Regions from separate parts of the Zea mays genome. Here region 2 is linked to region 1. The links are chromatin contacts, called in public Hi-C maps. All regions are on one chromosome and are shown on one strand. The core of a region is the stretch at or near the end of the contact, and the rest is flanking DNA. Distances in the headings are between cores, read along the strand shown.

Region 1 (4,890 bases), core at 228-2,727:
AGCTCAGGACTCTCGCGTGATTAAATTATAGAACCTAAACTCAATTTGCCATTTGCATTTGCATGGGTTTATTATTAATTTTGTTCTATTATTATTTATTATGGTTTGGTATTTACTTACATTTAGTAACTGCTAATAAAATTTGACCAACTTATTAAAAGCAATGCTCTGCTTTAACCCCTATTATAACCTTACACATCACATGAACTCCCACCTTTGGTGAGTTCATGCCATATTATTCCTCATAACTTGTTGAGCGATGAACATGTGTGAGCTCACCCTTGCTGTCTCACACCCCCCCACAGGAGAAGTACAGGTGGTTCAAGTGGAGCCACGCAACGAGGAGTTCGATTCGATCTAGGTGGCGTCTCCTAGTTGATTTTCTGGCGCTAAGGATGGATTTTAGATCCTGTTATATTTATTTTTTATTTTTGTAAGTCTTCCGCTATGTAATAAGTACTCTGATTATTGTGACATTTATTTCTATACACTCTGTTATTATATGTGTTATCTTATTTGCCGCATGTATGAGATGCACCCGGCTTTGTCCCTTAAAGCCCGGGTGTTACAGTTACATGGCCGATGGGAATCGAACTAGCGACCTCACCCCTTGAGGATGATGGTTTAGTGATAGAGGAGCGATTGAAGACATTCTTAGGTCCTGTTTGATCCTCCTGGCTTATTGTTTGCGAGTGGATAATAATTAGCCGGCAAAAACTAGTCAAAGTATATTTAGAGACCTGGCTAATAGATGTCTTTTTCTCTGTATACGGTCTATTAGCACTGTAGCCCATATTAGCAAGGTCAAATGGCTAATGGCAAAACAGTTTGCCAGCCCTCCAGCTAGCCAATTTGTTAGCCGACCACTTTAGAGGTTAAGGTGCTAAAATTAGCCAGTAAAATGTTTACCAAAAGTATCAAACATACCCTTAGCTATTTTTTTGCACTACTTGAGCCTAGCAACTCGTGAAAACAGGTAAACCAAACAAATTCTTCTGTTGCATTATTTGAGCTTGACTAGGGTGTTAGCCAGCCAATCAAACGGCCCTGCATCTCGCGATCCTGTCTCTGGCTAAACGAATTTTATTCTCGTTAGGGAGCCAGGCAACCAGGCCAGAGTATAGGTATAGCCAGATCAACATGCAGACAACCAAAACGCTAATCTAGGGAGCCTGAACAGTGTTTACAGGGGACCAAACCAAACAGGCTAGCAACACTATCCACGCCGTCGCCCACAGGCAACGCTTGGCCACCTTCAACTGGTCCACCCCCAAGACACGACGGACCCCTCACCAGTGTCCAGTGCTCAGTTCCAGCAGCCACCGCGGCTCCCTCGCCACAGCTCAAATGCCGCATTGCAGCAGCATCACCACCACCCAAACGGAGCGCACCGGCAGCAACAGGAGCAAGGAGATAGTTCGAAAGGCAGAGTGACAAAATAGCAAATGCCCCCCTGTCTGCACTCTGCACGGGCATTTCAATCCCCGTATTACTTACTAATAAATCGTCGCAAGCGGATACTTGTCCGTCCGCAAATACATATTCCCGTTTCCCGCCGCAGGGCATAAAAAAAACCCGATCAGAAAAGCGGGGAGAGCTAATGCGAGCGAGCATACATTCCCGTTGACACAAGGAATCTCTGCGCCCCCCCCTCTACCTTCCCTTCCTTTCCAAACCATATTCTTCTCCATCAACTGGCAACGGCGAGGGGGATTTGTTTTTGTTTTGCTATAACGAAAGATGGCCGGGCTCATCGTTGCTTTTGCGCGTAGCAGGGATGACTGACTGGGAGGAGGAGGGAGACGAGAACGTGATGCCGTGCCGCCCGCCCGCCCGCCCGCCCTTGGGCTCGCTTCACCTTCAATTCTTTTCTTTCTGTCGCGGCCAGCGCCTTCGCATCGCACCACGCCGCTTTATTCTCTAAGAACCCCGTCCTCTCCATTCCATCTCCTCCTCCGTCCATCGTGCAGATCTTGCTTCTTCTTCTTCTCCTCCTCCTCCTCCTCCTCCTCCTCCTGACCACCCTCCTGCTCAGCTCGTCGTACGTAGACATCGCGATCGCCGTCGTCGATCGGTCTCGCCAAGCTCTTGCTTCCGTTCTTTTCTGGTTCAGTTTGTTCGGTGCTCTCCCTCTACGTGGGCGCTGCGTCTATATATATGCTGTGTTGGCGCCAGCTGCATAAATGGCGTACTCCTCGCGGACTTGTGGTCGGTGCAACAACCACGGTAATCATCTCTGCCTTCTCTTTCCTAATCTACGCATGTTCGTACGTGTTTCCTGCCGAGTAGTAATCTCTGCTGACTTTAAACGCTAATAAACGGGTGTCCTGGTTAGGGAAAAGGCAAGATGGTGGCCTTTCATCTGTCTTTCTCGGTTTCTAAAAAGGCTGCCATGTCAAGGAAACATGCTTGCGTGGGTGATTGATTGCGTTCAGTTCTTTCTTCTGAACTGAGTACTTCATGACATAAATTGATTTTAAACGGCTTGATCAGTGTGTCGACATCCAATCACTGACTAAACAATCTTGTTGGTGGCTGCTATCCACTAGACTCCCGATACACCTCGCCCCTTTTCCTGAAAGTTCTCTCTTGGGTTTGTCGCCGCTAGATCGATGACGCAGCAAGTCAAACACATCCATCTATTGCCGTGCGGTCTCGTTCGTCGTAGAAAGGAGGGTTCTGATCTGACGGATCAACCTTAGCTCTTTGTCGGATCACACCTGATGAGCATTTCTAACAGTTATTACTGTCATGCATACATCGATGTTATTCAGAGGGAAGTCAAAAGTGGACTGAAACTGACTCTTATAATAATCCAGGATTAGCTGAGCTCTGACAAGATAGCTTCACTGACCCTGACCGCGTGCCCTGTCAACTGGAGTAGAATATAGAAGGAAGCAGCCAGCACTTTCGATTAGCACAGCGTTGCCATGCTAACCCAAGCAATCTCTTACGGTGTTGTATCCATGTGCTTGCTGATCTTGTCCAGTGCAGGTACACATATATCTATCTATCGGGCCCTTCTAATTTTAGCGTTTGATACATTCAGTCATGCTCCCTCATCTTGTAACAGAAAGAAAGGAAACAAAAAACTATTTTTTCTGATTCTTTCTTGATGATGTACAAGCACGGCTGCATGCTGTATGGATTGTTGACTGTAGGGAGTGCAGTAGAAGTGCAATGGTCTAATACTCTAATGTCCTTCACCATAAAAAAAGTTCAAATCGTCCAAATTTACTTGCTCTTGTAGTAGCATAGGAGTACATCAGATGTGCTTATAATAATAAATAAGATGTCCATCCTCCATGCCTGCTGTCAACTGGCAGGAAACGGTAGGTGGCAAGTTGCTCTCAGCTTTTCGGGTTTAGGCATGTGTGGGGTCATTTACATCGACATTTGGATTGGCCTATCTAATCTAATGTTAGCATTGCTGCACACAGAGAGGAGATCCGGTTTCATGAAGTGGCTCTGCAATTTCCTCAAGGGGCCGAAGCCCGGGGAGCCGAACCGCCGGCGGCCCCAGGTGACGGCCGGAGAGGAGGAGGACGCGCTTTGGCACCAACGACCAGTTCGACCGAAGGTACTACTGCTGTACCAGCAACTCAGTTCCTCCCTTCATCAATTCATTTCTCCCTCTCTATCTACAAATGGCTCTTTGATCTATCCAAACAATGCCGTTTCACAATTTCACATCCAATTCAACTGCATTTAAGTTGCTTAAGACTACCTATCTTTGCTGCCTCCAGAATGATCCACCTAGAAATGACAACGAAGAAGTGGACCGTGCAATTGCAGAGTCTCTCACAGAGGACGTCAGAACCCCCAAAGGTACTCGGATGAATCCATCATTTTCCATCTACGCATTTCATGTCAGCATGGCTGTTGTTTCATCCCTCTGCATGTATCCCGTTGCTGTAAATTGCCGTGTCGCGCAGAGAAAACCCGCAAGGGAGACAAGGACGACGAAGATCTTGCGAGGGCCATACAGGACAGCCTCAACATGAACCCTTACACGCCTTACAACCCCTATGCTCCCTCTCACGCCCAACCTAGAGGGCACAGGTTAGCCGCCGCTCGCTCTTTTACGTCACCGTTTCACCACACGCCTCGCCACCGATGCGCTAATAAACAAAATGGCTCAAATGTCGTCCGTGCCCATGCTGCAGGCTGTGCGCAGGCTGCAAGCATGAGATAGGGCATGGCCATTACTTGAGCTGCATGGGGATTTACTGGCACCCTCAGTGCTTCCGCTGCAACTCCTGCGGCCACCCTATCCGTGAGACCGAGGCATGCAAGCTACTCCCCCTCCCTCCATTTCAAGTTACAGTGTTAGTATCAGAGATGGTAATACCCGTTCTTGTTTCTTCCTGTTCTCCAGTTCACATTGCTGAGTACAGATCCATACCACAAGCTGTGCTACAAGGAGCTGCACCATCCGAAATGCGACGTCTGCCTTCAGTTTGTAAGGCTTCATCTGAAACCTGAACGACCAGCAGACTGACAAAACTACATATGCGTTAACGTTTCTGTACTTGGTCATTGCAAGAAGCTCATTCTTTTCCTTTGTCTGTTTCTGCAGATTCCAACGAACAGGAGTGGCCTGATAGAGTACAGAGCCCACCCGTTCTGGGGCCAGAAGTATTGCCCTTCGCATGAGCACGACAGGACGCCACGTTGCTGCAGCTGTGAGAAAATGGAGGTATAAATACTAGGAAAAAAATAATATTTATCATACGCTGTGCACTATTATGAATCCACACGAAAATGGTTCGCATGCAGTTCTGGCTACTTGTTTTCAAACTAGTCCTTCCATTGACTGATTCAAAGGCATTTCTTCACCACAAGTTCTTTTTTTCCGGTTGTAATTCTGCAGCCAAGGAACACAAAGTA
Region 2 (4,822 bases), core at 1,851-4,350, 140 kb after region 1:
CAAAGTGTGGCAAGTGAGGCTGCGATCCAAACATGCCCTAAGCCTTCCAGGACTGCAACAGTTGTGACGCGGTTTCAAATTGTTCTGTCAGATAGAGAAGAATAGCTGGAGCATATGAGCAGGAAGAAAATAAATTACGTACTTCAGTATTGTGACTGGGCAGAAGAACTGGGATTTTCTTTCAGATTTACAGGACTAGTTCATTAGAATTTACAATGCAGCTATACGCCGAACATCTAGTTCGGATTACTCACTACTGCTTCTGGCCTCAATTCTAGCTGAGGTAAATCCACACCTGACACCTCTCGAAGGGGGAAAAATCTCAAACTGCAATATATTTACAGATCTTGCGACAAGTATGATCCTGTAGTAACAACTAACAAGTGCCACGTATACTTGCTCTTCACTCAGCACTGTAAGCACGTACGTACGGGTACGGCAGGAGTAGTCATGGCCTCGCGATGAGCGAGTCCGAGTCGTCCATGCTGACGGCAGCCACCTGCGAGGGCCCGACGCGCACGGCCACCGCAGGTATCCTTATCGGCGGGGGTCGCGCATCGGCCTTGGCGACAGCGACGGCGACGTCCTGGCTCTCCTTGCCCCCCTCCCGGAGGTCGCTGGGCGGCAAGAAGCAGTCCATGGACAGGCCCCAGATGTTGAAGTCCACCTCCTCGATGTCCCACGTCTCCTCCATGCGCGTCCTGGCGCTGCTGCCGTCCTGCTGGCAGTCGCCGAACCTGACGAGCGAGACGGCGGTGCGCCCGGCGTGGGCGATGTTCACGCCGTCGACGGCGCGGTAGTCGCCGAGGCGGGACTCCACGGTGGTCTCCCAGAAGATGCTCCCGCCGCCGCCGCCGCCGCCGGACCTGATCTGCAGCAGGTGCGAGTCCTCGAGCTGCACCAGCAGGCCCGTGCGCTGGCTGAAGTAGCCCCACAGCGTGTGCCGGACGATCTCGACGCTGCCGCTGTTGCGCGCGCGCAGGCTGGACGCCTCCGCCTCCACCTTGAGCACGAAGCAGTCCTCGCCGTCGACGCTCCGCTCGCCGATGCACACCGAGTCCGCGAACAGGCTCGCCGTCAGCTGCGGGTCGAGGCCCTGCATGTCAGTAGATACTACCATGTAAACGATCGGTCAGCGTGCCGTGTCGGTCCCCTGGGCCCGTACGTTGCTGTTTACTACCATCAGGTTGGTGCAGCGCGATTAGCGGGGAGAGTCGGGTAGACCGCCTGCTGCTGTCCGGCACCACCAACCGATTGATGTGGTGCGCGAAGGGTCTCACTCTCACGTGTTGTGTCCGGCCGCGTCCGCGCACATGGCCGCACGTTGGAGTGCTAAAGGACCAGGGCCGGCCGGCCGGCCGAGTCCGATCTATTAATCACGCTGCCCCGCGCTAAGCGCCTACGCGTGTGCATCCTCCGCGCCGCTGCTGTTCCGCTAATTACAGAGTACAGACCCCTCCCGGGAGGGAGGCGACAGAATGTTGCCACGGGCCACGGCCAATGATGATGAGTCTGTGTACCACTTGGTCGGCCTTATCCCCCCCGACACTGGCCTGGACCTCGGCTGCGGATCGCAGCTCCGGCGTCGGTGACATGATTTCGGCGATCGGCGAGTGCTGAAAAGGCCTCATGATGTCTCTAGTCCGCGTGGGCGTTCCGCGTTCGATCTATCTGCACTGTCCTGCCGACAGTATATGCAGCGGAGATCGACATGCCCTGACAAAGGTATCTATTGCCTACGTGATGATGAATTTGTCCTGTCACTGTCACTGGGAATCGGGTGGACCGTGGGTGTGTACATGCTACGTGCTGTGGCATCATGTCCAGCAACTCTAGACTCTAGCAATGGGGTTGCTCTGCTCTGCTCAGTACGTCAGATTAAGATCGGCTTCTCTGACTGTGAGTTGGACAGGCTTTTTATCGCTGGGGGTTTGAACTTTGAAATGAGTTAAGTGCTACGTTTTCAAGCAAAATGCTACGCGACCACACATTCGACAAGTCCTAGGTGGCTACGTGCCTTACGGGCTACGGCCGCGTGCGTACGGAAGGCACTCGAGAGCACACCGCGTGAAACAGTGCGGAGCTAGCTGGAAACCGTACACGAAACCACGGGCGTACGCTACGCTACGGCTACGCACCTGGAGCGAGCGGCGGAGCGGGCGCGGGGGGCCGCGGGAAGCGTGGGACTGGTGCCACGGCGTCTGGCGCCACGCGACCTTTCCGTCGCTGCCGGCGCTGATCTTGCAGCCGGACACGACGAGCTCTAGGCACCACAGCTCCGGCCTCTTCTGCCACAGCACGAACCCGCCGACCTCGCCGCCGCGGCCCTTCCTCCTCCCGCCGCGGTTCCCCTTTCCGGTGGCTCCTCCGCAGTGGCCGCCGGCGGCGTCGCTGCCGTTGAGCTGCTCCGCGGCCGTCATCCGCACCTTGCCCATCGCGTACATGCTCTTGACCCTGTCCAGCGCCCGCTCCCCGCCCGACGCCGCGACGTACTGCTGCACGATGTACTTGGCGGACGACGACTCCTGGAACCACAGCGCGATAGATAGACAGACACAGACGGATGGGTCAGCGGCTCAGCGCCCTCATCGACCAAGAACAACCATCAACCAGAACGCCGGCCGGCCGTGGACCGTAGTCGTATACTACGTACGATTGGACCGGTCTTGAGCTGCTCGCAGAGGACGGAGCAGGGCGACTGCTCGGCGCGGCAGCAGACGGCGACGGGCAGCGGGACGAGCGGCGCGCCGATGACGCCTAGCATGAGCTGCAGCTCCCCGCGGCTCATGGAGCACGGCTCGCCCGCGCCGCACCGGTCAGCGGCGTGCGACCGCATCCACGCCTTGACGCTGGTGCAGCCGAACCTGAACCCGCAGGAGCCGCCGCCGCCGCCGCCGCCGCCGGAGAACATCTCCTCGGGGATGGGCACCTCCAGCACCGTGTCCAGCGCGTCGTCGCGCTCGAGGTTCGGGCAGACCTTCCTCATCAGATGAGACGGGCGGGCGGCGGGTGCGGAACAGCTCACTGCCTTCCTCTTCCCCGTTGGTCTTGTGCCGCGCTGCGGTTGTGGCCTGACGAGCGCACAAGTCCTCTGGAGCGCGCGTGGTATGTATGTGCGTGCCTCAGACCTCAGTGCCTGTCCTGGGGCCTCGGTGGACTTGCACCGGTTTTGTTTTTATGAATCGTGGGGGAGCAGCTGGTAGGTGGGGCCTGCCATTATTTCGCGACAGCCGCACGGACACTGCTACGTACTGTATGCGGTATGCCTTGTTAAAGATTTCAGAAAATTACTATAATCTTGCTCGAGATCTTGTCGTTTGTGTGCTGTGTGCACATACGACTACGGGTTGCCCTTTTTTGCGACGACCCCAATATCCCTTTCGGGCTTTGTGTAGTGGTGCTAGTGGTCGTCTGTTCCCACATATTCCGTGCATGGGATGGGTGTCTACTTATGTGGACCCTCTAGCACGATCGTGGGATGATGGTTGGCGAAACACCAAATACGCCTTCTTTCGAATATAAACAAACATGTCATGGATGCTTTGCTTGGTCTAATTAAGCGCAATAGCGATGGTGCAGTTCGGATTCGGACTTGCCTAGATTACTGGTAGATCAGCTCAGAGATTTTGGAGCATGCCGTGCTCGGTGTACGTACTCGGTTTGAACTCTAGAGTCTAGACTCGCCAAGAACGGAAGGAAAAGGCCGAGACGCACGGCACCAATTCCGTCCGTTTTTTTTTTTTTTTGCTTCATCACTCACTCCCATAGTCCCATCCCAGTTCGATCAAACCCGCGCTGCCACCACGGCCGAGTCCCTTTCCATAACTGGTACTGCGGAGTACGAAAGATTCGGAGGGACGACCAGCAGTACACTCGATCCGTTGACGTTGCCTCGCGCACCCGAATCGCTAGGGGCGGGTGCCGTGTTAGGTTAGGTGCCGTAACGATCGGCGCTCAATCCCCGGTGGTTGCGCCAGCCGGCCGGGCGGCCTTCCTGCCTCGCGCGGCGCCGGCGGGGGACAGCTCGATCGGCGAGGTCAGAACGAACGGCGCGCGGCCGCCCGCCGCCGATCTTGCTTGCTATGGTGGTGGACTGGTGGTGGTGTACGTTTGCGTCGGCCGCATCGCCCCGCAAGGTGCGTGCTGCTGTATTCATTCGCGTCGCGGTCGTAGGGGGGTGTGGGGGGTTTGATCCTGTCATCGTCTGCGGGCTGCCACCTAGGTTGCTTGTTGCTGCGACGGCTAGCTTAACGGCCATGGCTACAAGCCCACAACCACTCTGTCCTAATCACTGTTGAGATCGACCTCGACCGCGCGCGCTCCACAGACTACAGGTGTCCGGCTGGGCATGCGAGACCCAGCAGGGATCAATCAGACCGACATTCCTCACTCATCGATCGAGGGCACTGACTCAAGTGGTGTGGTGGGTGGTTCCGGTGGTCACGTCGGCGTGGAGATGTGGGACGACCTGCCTGCAGGAATTCCGGTTTGGTGACAGTTGCTGCCTGCGTTAGCTGCCCGCGATCCAGGCACAGAAAACACGGTGCGTGCCCGGCACTTTGGAGCTGTAAAGCGAGGCCTCTATATGCGCCGGCCGGCGCGAGCTCAGGTGGGGGGAAGATGGTCAGATGGCTGGCCGCGTTTTCGCCACGGACAGACTCTGATCCACACGGCGACGATGAATTTTCGTGAACGATCGAGGGAAGCTCACGTTCCTGTTACTTTAGTTCCACAATCTGCGGCGAAAACCAGTGCTGGTGGAAAGGAAGGACATACGGAACGTGGGGTGGGGAAACGGCGATTTCTTGGTGCTCTCAAGTCT

Evidence for each region. A called contact is a pair of places that touch in the nucleus more often than the background predicts.
Region 2: a contact with region 1 is called in a Hi-C map of leaf, with 7 times the contacts expected there. The contact joins the promoter of LOC100275600 here to the promoter of LOC103639318 in region 1. A contact is called at or near these places in 16 of 25 Hi-C or Micro-C datasets (bundle sheath, ear, endosperm and 5 more) and 1 of 3 datasets of contacts at active chromatin or transcription factors (leaf).

Annotation. Positions count from the first base shown.
Region 1 is chr9:146,330,210-146,335,099 of Zm-B73-REFERENCE-NAM-5.0, forward strand. LOC103639318 (protein DA1-related 2) reads left to right here and starts at 1,478. Exons shown (of 12, transcript XM_008662081.4): 1 at 1,478-2,226; 2 at 3,441-3,580; 3 at 3,747-3,828; 4 at 3,936-4,062; 5 at 4,167-4,287; 6 at 4,379-4,462; 7 at 4,580-4,699; 8 at 4,874-4,890. The coding sequence starts at 2,184.
Region 2 is chr9:146,465,645-146,470,466 of Zm-B73-REFERENCE-NAM-5.0, forward strand. It overlaps LOC100275600, which reads right to left and starts at 3,101. Exons shown (of 3, transcript NM_001174439.1): 1 at 2,654-3,101; 2 at 2,139-2,525; 3 at 152-1,096. The coding sequence starts at 2,986. The coding sequence ends at 449.